Regions from separate parts of the Zea mays genome. Here region 1 is linked to region 2. The links are chromatin contacts, called in public Hi-C maps. All regions are on one chromosome and are shown on one strand. Each heading gives the region's core, a stretch centred on a gene start, on an enhancer-like site or on the middle of the called end of the contact. The rest is flanking DNA. Distances are from core to core; before and after follow the strand shown. Region 1 holds the start of LOC100191255. Region 2 holds the start of LOC103640641 (Auxin-responsive protein SAUR71).

Region 1 (6,682 bases), core at 2,941-5,440, 140 kb before region 2:
ACAGGCAATGCGAGCAAAGCCTAACATCACTATAAGAGCTTCGCAAAGCAGAAGATCCAGTCAAAATCAAATGCTCTTGTCGACAGTTTTCGTAGAAGGCAGCGTGCCAAATACGTGATCCCACAGGGTCGAAGTTATTCCAAAGCCCTTTGTTTGAATTCTGAAGTGATGGTTGAGATGGTACTTCTGAGGTACACAACAAAGGGCAGTGTGAGTGGAACATGACACAGATGAGTGGGGCTGGATAAGCTTCAGTAATGACAATGAAGAAAGAACCTTGAGATACTTTGCAGGATCTGATGATGGCTGGCCATGATGCAGGTAGTAGTGTGTGCAATCATAGATCACGTAGCCCAACAGGCCGCCTCCAAACAGACCAGGAGTTGTAGACGGGGTCGAAAATAGCTTGATCATGTTCCAGAACTATATGAACAGTTCAGAAAAAAAGGCATTAAAATTATCGATATCCAACTGAAAGTTAACAAAGTTAAAAGGAATTCTGATTAGCTTGAAACCATGACGATTTCCATGTACAAACAGGGCACTTCAACCAGCTTTAGAAAAAAAGGATTAGGATGCAACATTTAACAAATGTAGTAACTAGTAAGTAATTTCAACATCAGTGTTGTGGAAATCTGACGTATTGTCAGCAACAGCAGAGTAGATACCCATACCCTGGTACGTAATACATAAGGAAGATTATTTACCGGAAAGCACAAAATAGCTGCGGCAGCTGGTGGAAAGACAAGTCGAAGTCCATCCATCGGATGCTTGTGATGACATCCATGAAGAAGATAATGTGCTGTGTTTCCCCTGCAACATATCAAATGTAGGTGATCAGACAGATGCTCAACTCATATAGTTTGTCTTGAGCAAATTAGCAGAATAAGTTACCAGTAACTTTTGGTTTTTATGTGGAACAAGAATCGGTGTAACACATATTCGATCAGTGTCCACAGAAATATTCCAAACCCAATCATCATAGCTACATCTGTGATAGTATTGCCCATCTTGATAGAAGTACTCAGGCACCAACATACAATAGGCAACCAGATAAGAGGAACTGCCCACCATTTCGTGCGTGTTAAGAACTGAACAATGAACCAGTCATCAGATCAGTGTCCAGGGTTTCAAATACTATGCAATGCAACAACCGAAATATATTCACCTCCAATATATCATTTTCAAAAAATCGTGGCCCTTCCTTGCAAACAATCGGCTGGTGAACCCACTCCTGATACTGCTCCTCTAGATGGCCAACCTAAAAAAGTTTGTGTTTCATAAGGAGTCCATAAAATTCAGTAAGTGACCTCATGAAAATAAACTGATTCCCCATTCACACATGTAAATGATGGCAAAATCCAGTAGGTGTTTTCTATATCTACGTGAGAAACAGAAATAGACACCACAAATCAATAACCAGTAATTGTTTTAACAAACGAACTTTTGGCCATATGTACTGTTGGCAGCTAACTAGATATTATCTATTTCATTGGAAACCATCTGTGTAACAAACTGTGTTTTCAAGTCGTCCGACTAATCGCGATTAGTCGCGATTAGTCGGGCTAGTCGGTTAGCAGAGCTCGATTAGGCAGCCGACTCGACTAGAGTACCTGGTCGTCCGACTAGTCGACGATTAGGGCCGATTAGTCGCTCGATTAGCCGGTTCTGGGCGACTAGGTTTAGGACCTAGATTTTTTTTGGACTTGTAGTATTAATGTGTGTTGTGTGGTAATGGTATGTGGGACTTGTAGTATTAATAACTAGTAAGTGTTTCTCTGTTGTTTTCACTTTTCAGTATTGTTGAATTCATGTCATGTTTACCCTATCCTTCATAATATAGTATATGAAGTTCATATATACTATATAGTTATATAATTATTTACTATATAGTATAATAGTATATAGTATATACATAGGTCCTGGTCTTCTGGATGAACAGGACGACCAGTAAACGACCAGGTCGACCAGAGCTCGATTAGTCGGACCTAGTCGACGACTAATCGAGATTAGTCGCTGGTCGGTCCCCCAGTTCGACTAGCTGGTCGAGCGACCAGAAAACATAGGTAACAAAGCATGTTTGTGTTTGGGACATAAAAAATGTGTGCACGTGTGGGATGTGCACATGTATAAAGAAATGATTGCAAAAAAAAAGTATACTCTTCAGTGATGTTACACTACAAGACAGAGAAACGATCAAATTTCTAACTAAATCAAACATAAAGAAAGGAAGAGATATGGTACCTGGAATACTAGAGGCTTGTCCAAATCAACAGTAAAGGCTGATGCAACCATTTTCTCAGAGCAGTGATAGCTGTAATAATCAAAATTTAAAGCATAAGAGTTTTAAATTCAAAATTCAAGAAATTCGGACCAAAACGCTACAGGAAATATGTTTGAACCCAATTACCCAAGAACCTGGCAAATGAAACTATGTCTAAAAACTAGTGAGTAGTGGACACTATGTCCAAATATGGCTTGACCCTCAAGTGTTTTCAGACCACCATAATTCCACATCTAATGTCATGATTTGGACCCAGAAAGCTCATAGTGTGCCCAATACTTAACTAGTTTAGTAAGGTTCTCGGCCTACTGCTTGTTAAACAAACAGCAAGTGGTCATAACCCCTGGCAACTGGCATTACTATTCTATCAGGATCTTGGGCCCCAAAAGGCCAGAACCATGTTACGTGGTGCCATTTAGGCCTATATCTCAAGGTGTGCCAGAGCACCAAAACAGATCACAATCTGGCCCGTCCAAAGTCCACAAAATATCTAGAGCAAATCCAAACAATAACTTCACAGACAAGAGCACATGGCACATGCTTCCTTTAATCATGTATTCTCGCAATTTGACTCTGTTCTCTGATCAAGTTGATAAAGCATCTAACCATGCTTTCCTCATAAAAAAACAAACAAACATGACCACAGCTAAGAGCCGCCTGTAGGGCATCCCACCGGAATCCAAGAAAACACTGTGTGCTGCCTGAGGCTTAACAAGCCACCGACAGGGTGACCACTTTAGACTAAAAATGGGACACAACAAGTGATCCCTGTATCACAGTATCAGCTGCTCAAACAGGTAGGATGGGCATTTGATTTGAGGCAGACGTCAGTGATGCCCAAATGAATTAATTGTTGAGAAAGGCAGCGAGCCACAGAGAAAAAAAAAGGATAAATCCAGCATCTAAGAGCATCTCCAACAGCATATTCTATAAAAATGCCCTACAATTTAAAAATTAGTATATTTTATATGATTTAGGACACCAACAAAATATTCTGCTCCAACTAGTAAAATCTTAATTCTAGATTATAAGGCAGCCCACTAGGGTGTAGTATAATTGAGGCACTTGAGAGAGTGTTCTATATATTTTTGACAAAATTTTACAAAATGAGACACTTTTGGGGTAGTTTTTCCTGTTTAGAGTCATATATTTCAATTTAAGACACTAGTTTGAGACATTGTTGGAGATGCTCTAAATGGCTGGCTTATGAAGAATGAATGAAGGCACAGATGCCAAGAACAAAACTAAAATCACTCAAGCATCTAGTTGAAGAACATGAGAATTGAGAGATAATAACAGATCAACAGCACAAACACAGCCCAGACTCTTTTCTCGAAGCGTTCTGAACCAAACGAAGCTGACGACGGCCCAGTTCCAAGGTGCAAGATCTTGGGTTGTAAGGGCCAGCACTGCACAGACGATTTTAGTCTCAGACATAACTTCACCCACTGCGAGGTCTAAGTGCACACAGATTACAGTCACCGGCCGCCAATGCCGATTCAGCGGCCAGGACGGATCTCGGAGCACGGATACACAGTGAGGAGCCACCAGGTGAAGAAATTGAGGAAGAAGAGATATCTCAAGGACGGTGAATAACCCACCTGCGCAGCAGAAGTACAATGCCGGCGCCGTCGACGGTACCGCCCGGCTGAACTGAAGGGGGTACGCGCGAAGCGAGGGAGGGGGTGGGGGCAGGGAGACAAGTCCGCTTCTTGTCCTCCCGCTTGCCCCGCCGCCGCAGCGTCGCCTTGGGAGCTTAGAGATGGGCGGGAACTGAGATCGGGGAGCAAAAGGCGCCGGCTTTGTGAACACGACGGCGACGAGTTCGCAGTTCCACTGCTTTGTATAGATTTCCTCCCTGTTGCTCACTGCAACGAAACGTGTCATTGGGCCGGCCCTTTTGTCACTTCCCTATAAGAGAAGGGCGGAAAAAATAATGTAGGGTGTAATCAAATTGAATAATAATTTTTTATTTGGATCGGATAGGACTAATTGGCTATTATTAAGTTGTGTTGGATAAAATTTAAATGAATATTGATATATTAATATTTATTTTTAAGTATGTAGGTACGGATGGATAATTAATAAATAGACTTAAATACAGATCGAATCTCAACTCTTTTAGACGATTGAATTCCAATACAAATAAATATTGAATTCCAATACAAATAAATATTATCTGTACTATTTACATCCCTAAAAGTTCGCTGGGCTCGAAGCTATCGTCGTCGAGACAAACGTTCACAAGATATAAGAAAATTAATTATATTTAAATAAACTACAATGATATAGAAATAGTAACAATGTACAAATAACTAGCTAACTAGAAGTTTAAAAGCGAGTGGTCAAAAAGTGAGTAGAAACTCAAACAAACAAATTGTGCACCAATAGACTAGCCGAAACCACTTCTATTATATCACTCATTTCATCTCTTAGAGCAACTTCAATAGTTCTCTAAAAGACTTTCTAAATCAATAATTTAGGTAGTTAACATGAAAACTATTCTCCAACAGTTCTCTAAATGAACTTTCTAAATTTAACAACTTGTCATCTAACCTCATTTTCTCTCTACATTTAGCAACCATTTAACAACTCCCTAAACAAAAATGTTGACTGCATTATATAGTTTTTGTGACTTATTTTTTATGTGGATAAATACAAAACAAAATTACAACCTATATTTAGAGAACTATTGGAGATCTTACATTTTTTTACTTCAAAAGCTATTTAGCAACTTCTTAAATCTATGATTTAGAGAACTAAAATTTACATAACTATTGGAGCTGCTCTTAGGTCTCTTAGAACTTTTTCGGTTATTTCTATTACATATAGATTTGATGAAATTAAAAAAACATGAGATTTTGACTTATTTAGGATTTAAACTTACCCAATCCTACATAATCTATATGGATTGAGAGCATTCTCTCATGTGGATTGAGTGGGTTTCAATCCCGAATGTCATAATGTTTCATAATTTTTTTTAATCTTATCTAATCATATGGGTTAGAATAACGTAACAAAGTTTTATTCGGATTCGAGAAGGAATGAATTCACATAAAAATATGTAACATGTGTAAGTTTGTTCCTGTCTCTTTTAATTTTGGTCAACGAACAGAATATGTAATTATGAATATATAATTATGTAGCCGAAAAGAAGTGAAGAAAAACAATCAGTCCGACCACATGTAGTTCTAGACGGAACCGAGCTCTCTGCTACCTACTGCCCTGCCTTGCCGCTACCTCGCAACGCAATCGGAGCACTACCACTGATCGGAACCGGAAATCTCCCGACTGAGCTGGAGAACGCCACGCAGAGCACGGCCAGCGCCAGCGCCGGGATCTTCCCTGCGACGAGGCCGGCAAGGATGATCGGCACCAACAGGGGTAGCGGCAATGCGCGTCCGCGTCGCGGCGGCGGCGGCGTGGGCTCGGCGGTAGCGGCAACTGCGGCGGCGTCCGCGTTGAGTCTCCCCGGCGTCTCCGGGTGCTCGTGCTTGCATGCGTCGCCGCCATGCCGGGAATTCGTGCTGCGGAGCGTCTTGCCGCTCCGCAACTTGTTGGCGAGTAGCTTCCGCAGCGACCTCCTGCTCTGTTTCAGCTTCGGATTGTTATTCGCCGACGGCTTGCTTGTGTCCGCGGACCAGAGCGAGGCGGCGTCGTTGCCTACGTTGTCGGGCTCGGACTCGCACCCGGCGCGGCGCGACTTCGGCGAGTCCGCCACCTCCCGGATCGGCGAGACGCGCCCGCGCAAATGCACCTCAGCATTCGTCTCCGGCCGCCATCGATTGCTTCGGACGGACTCAATCCAGGACAGCGCCACCGATGCCAGCGTGGCCGCGGCCACCATCTGCTTGCTCCAGCAGATCACCACCAGCGCCAGCGCCACGGCGGCGCCGCAGACCGCGAGGAGCCCCGGCCGGACGCTGAAGACCGCGCCTATGCCTGGGCGCACCGGCGCCGGTGCCGCCGCGTCGCGAGCCACCGAAAGCTCGCGCATTTGCTGGGGCTCCGCGGCAGCGGCAGCAGCGCGGCGCCTCTTCCTGGTGTTCCTGATGCGGCCGTGGTTCTTGACGACGATGTCCGCGAGGGAGGTCGGGAAGCCGGTCTGGACCGAGAGAGGCCCCGGCGGGCGCAGCGACGCGAGGAGGCGGCGCAGGCGGCCTGCGCCGCCGCCGGATGGGCGCTTCAGCGAGATCGTTGGCATCGCCAGCGGCTGCCGACGCCGGCGATCATCGGAGACGTGGCGTCACGCGGCCAGGCTTTGCTCGTCCGCGTTGCTGGCGGAAGCGAAGAAGGAACTCGGTTTGCTGTTTGCATTGGGGTATTCGCCTTGTTTTAAAGGTGGTTGATTCTGCTTGGAGTTTGTGAGAAGCAGAGCCAGCTCGGGTGAAGAAACCA
Region 2 (7,160 bases), core at 607-3,106:
AGTCTATCCCTTACCTTCTTCATAGTAGTAGAGATATGTGTCTAGATTTATCATTGCCCATTTGAATATAGACATAAAAACCAAGAGCTACAACGACTACTACCTCCAATTCTCGAATATTTATCGATAGCTAGTGCATTTTTGAAATAATCGACGACAAATAAAAAGGAACTAATAGAGTACTGTTTTAGGATAGAGAGAGTATATTGCTATGACGATGGTCAGCATGAAACAAAGTCAATCCAGGAGAAATGAGATTATTAGACTAGAAATTTTGGTTGCCTGGTGCGTGGGACAAGGAGTTTGACAAGCTCGGCAAAACAAAGGCCACAAGCTAGCTAGCTAGCTAGGGAGCTAGTAAAGAGCGCTTGGAATGCAGAAAGCACAAGGAGAGCTGATGAGATTATTAGAATATAATATAAGTAAATTGTTCGCGTGCTCCCATCAGCTTAATCTTTTAAGTTGGAATGCTTGGTACATACAAGATACAACTTAATATGGTATCAGAAACAGAAGTCTCGAGTTTGAATCATCATTAGCACAATTAAATAAAATAATTGTTGTTCGCTCCTATATTTTATGTCAGAGACTCAAAAGAGGCTCGACATGAAGAGAGTATTAGAATATAATATAAGTGAATTGTCCAACTTCTCCCATCAGCTTAATCTTTTGATTTGAATTGATTGGTACATGCAACTTAATAGAGATCACCACGTCGAGTTGACGAATTGTTAATGAGTCGAATCAAAGTCCATCGAGACAGATGCAACAAAGAAAATGTATTGCTTGAAGAAGATGACGACCAAGAAGGAAGGAATTATTGCTTCCAGGTACCCTTTCAAAAAGAAAAAACTAGACCGGTATGCAAAAAGATCGCCCACGTGATATTATATTAAGAAAAATCTCGATCGAAACCTCGTCCGAGGAAGATCCCAAGATCACAAAAGCTACCCTAGTGCAACATAAGGGCATTGCCACCTATAAATCAAATATTTACTCGTGTTTTAAGCCCTCCTAACCTCTACACGAGGATCCACCCCTATATGTCAGTCTATCTCATATGCACATAATTAATCAGATGAATCAGCACGAGGGTCATCTTCATAGGCCACTTCATCTCATGTGGGCACAAATAGGAGAATCAGCGAGCGACTTAACCTTAGTCTGAAATCCACTTCTATTGATATTCGAATTTAAGACCTAAAAAGTACTACTTATACCATCTAACCAATTCGGCTAACGCCCAGTTTGGATCATTGGAATTGAATTCTATTATAATAATAATAATTTTGGCATATATCAATTAAGCTAATTCGGTTTTATGCAAAATATATTTATATACTATTATTAGCAAGATGTTGGAGATATTTATTTGTTACATTTTTATTATAGAGTAGTTAGACAAAGAGTGTCATGTAAATTACAGAGTAGAAATAAATTTTACTAATGCATGAAATCATTTACCATCCTCCACCCTATAAATTTGAGATAAACTTATATCTGAACTTTAGAAAATGGTGGAATGTTAAATTCCAAACTAAATAAGTTATTTTATTAAGTAAATTCTAATTTCTCTAAAATGAAGGGATTCAAACCTCGGACTTTTTGCCCCGGATAACCTTTCAATCGAACAATTTTGCGGCACTGTACGGAAAGGTACAACACAGGTACATACACCACTGGCACTGCGCTGCACTGCTCACCCTAAAGACCCCAACGAGATTTGCGAATATTCTCTCCCTGTTTTTAAACAGAAAGAAACCATTCATCCAAATACTGAAAACGAAACGAAACGAAAGAAAGGAAACTGAAATGGTGTCGTACCTGACGCCGTACACCCACTTGTACCACTCCACCCACCGCGACCCGACAACCCCACTGATCGGTGGGTCCAGTAGCCGAGCCCTCCCGCGGGCTATAAAATGGCTCCCTCGTTAGTCGTCCCGGCAGTGCCCACACCCACACACACCCCACCACACCATGAGGCAGCTGATCCGGCGGCTCTCCCGCGTCGGCGACTGCTCGCCGCCGCCGTCCCACTCCCAGGAGACGAGGAAGGGCGAGGCTCACGCGGGGGTGCCGGAGGGGCACGTGCCGGTGCACGTGGGCGGCGGCGCGGACGGCGCGGAGGAGCGGTTCCTGGTGCGCGCTGAGCTGCTGGGCGCGCCGGCTCTCGCGGACCTGCTCGGCCGCGCCGCGCAGGAGTACGGGTACCGCCATCAGGGCCCGCTCCGCATCCCGTGCCCCGTCGCCGTCTTCCGACGCGCGCTCGCCTCCGTGGCCGTGGCCGCCGCCGGCGACGAGGAGGGCGACTGAGTAGGATCGGCCGGAAGAGGAAGCTCGCTCTGGCTACCGCTGCTCGTTCTCGGCGCGGGCCGCCTATATGCATTTGTTGGGCTGGGCTCGTGGGCGTTTGGGCCCGAATTTTGAGGGCTACGCCTTTGTGGAACCTTAATTATGTTTTTGTTGTTGTTGTTGTTATGCTCCTTTTTGTTACTTTCATGTTTGTTCAGTGACGGAGCTCTATAAAATTAATGCCCCGGGCCACTCTATAAAACTTGTAGGTTACTTTAAATAATCTATAATATATTGTACGGCTAAACATACCGCTAAAACAAAATATAGCATAAACATATACTAAAATAGTATTTACTTCAATTCAACATCTAAAAATGAAATAAACTTGATTAAAAATATAAAAGTACCTAATTAGAGACGATTTGGTTCTTCGGCGCCTCTAATAACTTCATCAACCTTAGCACGTGAATTTGAATCTACACATTGCAAGTTAAATATTTATATAAAATGAGAGATACAACATGACAATATAACTAATGAATGCAAAAATGTATAAGTGAGTACAAAAATATACCACTTGAACTTTGTGGAGGTAGCTTTTTCATTCGACTCTTCAATTCTTGAAAATGGTATAAAATATCATCACTTTGAATACTTGCAAAGATATCTCTTTCTATATAGCATACCATTCTATGATTCAACCAATCATTTCCCATCTTATTTCTCAATTCTGTCTTGATGATTTTCATAGCTGAGAAGGCTCTTTCAACCGTGGCAGTTGCAACAGGCAAAATTAAGGCTAATTCAATGAGACGATAAACCAATGCAAAAACTAGGTGTCTCTCAGTTTGCACCATCTTAATAGCCAGATTACCAAGGTCTTCACAATTTGCAAAATCAGAATTACCCCTCACATCAACAATAAATATATCGAGTTGGTCTCTAAGGATCAAGAGGTCATATTGAGAGAAGTCTGCAGAATAAATCTTAGCCAATTCTATTAGCTGAGCTTTGTCATAGCTGGCAAATGAATTTCTTGGATCTAGACAAGAAATTCATCTCAATAATTGAGTAGATCTTTCAGTGAAACGATTGTTTAATTCCACAATAACTTGATCATACACAACAATAAAGATCTCGTTTTTGAAATGATGAAAGTAAGTCACTAACTGACCTCCACGTCCCCTTGAGCGACCTCGAACAGTAATTGTATCATCCATCTTTGGTACAATAATGTTATGTTGGGTACAAAAGGTTTTTACCTCATCAAACAATTCCTCCCATCCATTATCACGTACTTCACTAATATTCCGCAATGTGGCTCCAATCAATCCAACAGCAAGGACAATATTCTGATCTTTTCTTTGCAAACATTGTGACAAATCATTAGTCTTGCCTAATAACCTCATCATGATATGCAAAATAAGCACAAATTTAAAGCTCTCCATTTGTTTCAACAAACCAGAAGCCATATATTTCTTATCCCCACTAGAGCCATCATCAGCCACAATCTCTAGTACCTCTAAAATAGCATCCCACATGAGAACAATACGACATAAAGTTTTATGATGTGAACCCCACTACAGCCATCATCAGCCACAATCTCTAGTACTTCACTAATGATGCTTGTCCCTCCTCAATAACTAATGTTTCTGGCTCTAAAACAGGTTCTTCTAGGGAAGGTTGGTTTGGTGTTGATGAATCAGTTCGTATCAAAGGTGTAGGAGCCGGACAATAAAACGATCTCAATGTTTTTGTCCTCTTCATTCTTTGATTTTGATGTCAATCTATGGTCTACCATCAGTCACACAAACATTTAACAATTTAGTATTTAGCTCACTGTTCACTAGTAAAAAAACTAAAAAAATGAGAAGAGCGCTTACAATACAGAGTTACAGACTGCTGATGCCTGATGGAACTGGAACTAGAAGGCACCAGGGGCTACCGCCTAGCGGCCTGGCTGGCGTGCTGCGGTGCTGGCCGGCTGGCTGCCGTACAGCCGGAGGCAACAGCTCACAGCCGTGCAGTGCAGGTGCGTGCTGCACTGCTGCCGTGCTGGTGCTGTGTACTGCTGGAGTGCTCGTGCTGCTTAGGGGGCTAGGGGCTAGGGGCGCTGGCGGGTGGCCTGCTGCTCGCGCTGGCGCTCGGTCGTCCGCTGGCGGCCGCGGACGCAGTAACGCAGGAAAATAGAGAACGCAGAAACAATGTTAGGGTTTTTTTAGTCAAAATATGTACTATATATATAAAAAATTTTTGGGCTACGACCCGGGCCACGGCCTAGGTGGCCCAGGCCCAATATCGGCCCCTGTGTTTGTTAATATTAACTACAATATGCATGCATGGCTTCCTCCCACGTCAAACCGCCGGATCGCGCCGACACCCATGCTACACCCATGGCCAGAGGTCGGTGTGGCACAAAAACGATAATAATAATGTCGGAGCTCTTCGCCGTCACACTGCCAACCATAAAGAGTTCGATCAGAAAAGCTTACATGACCGAGGCACATGCAGACAAACATGATTTTATCAAAATAGAATGTCCCATTAACCATAGCGTCCGTAGCTCCTTCCTTAATTAAGGAGCTACCGATAGCCGACCCCACCCCGGCCTATAAAAAGAGGAGGTCGGCCGACACACAGAAGTCACATGCAGATAGGCGAACAACCACACCAGAAAACTCGATGGGCCACAAAGGCCAAAGACAAGGAGTGAACCACCACGACGCCTAAGGCTTAGTAGAGAGCATCAAACCCGCAGTCCTTAGGGTTAGCAACACATAAGAGACTTGGGAGCTCCTCCCTCTTTCATCTACTTGTAACCTCTACTACGAGAATTGAGCAACAAGGTGTCGGTAGCATGAGCCATCAAAGGGTGGATGTAAAGACGTTCTGTCCGAACCAGTATAAATTTTGTGCCCTGAAACGCGCACAAACAAATTTACTTGTTGGATCTGGTTTGAAACACCGACAATTATGTTACATCGATATCAAAAGAAAAAAATCCAAATTACTCCCCTCAGCTATGGACGATGTCCATAAAACCCTCAAAATTATTTTTAGTTCATTTTAGCCCTCTACCTATTTGAGTTGGTTCTATCTATCACTTAACAAAATTTATTTATTTTATTTATTTACAAAATAAGTTTTTAGTTTAAATTTTGTTGGTTAGTAGCTAATGCTATAACTTAGTCTAAAACATATATTATATTTTTTATAATTATTTTGATAGGTTAGAGACATGTAAGATAAATAACTTTAATGGTACAAAACTAAATTTAAAATAATAATGAAAAAAGTTTGATATACTTTTTAACATAAGCTATGATGTCCTCAAACAACTTAGAAAACATGAACTAGAAATTCAACTTGTACGTGGAAAAACGAAAGGGCAAATCTTATGAGAGGGAGATTTGTCTTTTTCGTTTCACCATGTCCAAGTTGACTTTTAAGTTCATATTTTTTGAGGTGATTAGGAATATCGTAACTTATGTTATAAAAATATAGTAAGTGTATAGTAAGTTATTTTTATTATTACACTTTTAATTTTATATTATTAAAGTTATTATCTTATTTGATCCCTGACCTATCAAAATAATTATATAACATTATAATATATTTTTCTAGCTAAGTAATGCTATTAGCTACTAACTAACAAAATTTGAACTCAAAACTAAAATTAAAACTAAATTTGTACATAGAGAAATAAAAAAGACAATTTTTGTTAAGGGGGTAAATTGAAACAACTCAAACAGGTGGAGGGTTAAAATAAACTAAAAATACTTTAGGGGGCCATAAGCAATCGCCCATAGGTGAGAGAGTAATTTGGACTTTTTTCATATCAAAATACATATTTGCACAAATATATTCTGTTCAAAATATGTAAATTAATTTGCAATAATGACAATATCAATCTTCCATAATGTTTCAATATTAACTAACACAATATTTTTATCACACACGATTTCATAGCTTCCCATTAAAAGTCAGTACATCACGTTGGTTCTAAGTGCACCAAGCTGCAAGCACAAAAATCTCCATGAAAGTGAACCTCTGCCGCGCGCGTGCTCCTACATTTGAAAGACATTGCCTGACGGTGACTATGGGAAGTCAAGCCTAATGCAGATGGTATCTATCTCGACTGGGAGCGAGGCTAATAAGAGCAATCACATCCTAGAAAGTACTAAGTAATTTCTATAGCTGTCATCTGACTAAAAAATTACTTATAGAAACTATAAGTTCCAACACTAATTTTTTGTTGTGATGTTATAATAAATATGAACGTGACGACACGGCTAGTGTGCTACGTGTGGGCTCTACAGATGGAAACCGGATGCTCACTCCCAACGCCAAAATAATGGTTTCTTGGGACTCAGACCTAATTTCTCATAGATGAAACCATTTCCTACTCTTTGTCTTAATTTTCTTGTCATGTCACCAAATTGCTTATGTTGCATGTAAATTTATGCTATACAAACTAGATGACGTGGAGTGTTATGACTGCTCTAATACTACACCAAGGATATGAACTTGAGAGTTGAGACCTCTGAGACTGTACAACTCATGCTATTCTTTTAACTACACAATTTTGAATTTTATATTGTATATTTGGCACTTTGATGACTAGGTTGGCAACCTTATTTTTCTAAGGGATTTCTATTTTTCTAAGCGAAATTAGTTTATTTTCATTTCAGATAATGGAAATCATTTGAAAAAAACAAAGTTGTCAAACTAGTCCTAAACGATTTTAAATTTAAAAGTTGCTGATTGCAACGTTAAAAATCTCACCGAGTATTGCAACTTTGATGATTACTTTGTCTCCGCTTGGCATTGACACATTGTTAACCATATATGTCAAACCAGGC

What was found. Hi-C and Micro-C count contacts between places; a contact is called where the count stands out from the background.
Region 1: a contact with region 2 is called in a Hi-C map of ear, with 5 times the contacts expected there. The contact joins the promoter of LOC100191255 here to the promoter of LOC103640641 in region 2. A contact is called at or near these places in 11 of 25 Hi-C or Micro-C datasets (ear, endosperm, leaf and 3 more) and 1 of 3 datasets of contacts at active chromatin or transcription factors (leaf).

What each region holds. Positions count from the first base shown.
Region 1 is chr1:181,851,220-181,857,901 of Zm-B73-REFERENCE-NAM-5.0, reverse strand. It overlaps LOC100191255, which reads right to left and starts at 4,190. Exons shown (of 8, transcript NM_001401257.1): 1 at 3,886-4,190; 2 at 3,610-3,693; 3 at 2,245-2,314; 4 at 1,169-1,261; 5 at 895-1,091; 6 at 708-813; 7 at 277-423; 8 at 1-186. The coding sequence starts at 2,295. The coding sequence ends at 67. It overlaps LOC103645086, which reads right to left. Exons shown (of 1, transcript XM_008668210.3): 1 at 5,350-6,682. The coding sequence starts at 6,488. The coding sequence ends at 5,502.
Region 2 is chr1:181,704,562-181,711,721 of Zm-B73-REFERENCE-NAM-5.0, reverse strand. It overlaps LOC103640641 (Auxin-responsive protein SAUR71), which reads left to right and starts at 1,856. Exons shown (of 1, transcript XM_008664107.4): 1 at 1,856-2,557. The coding sequence starts at 1,981. The coding sequence ends at 2,316.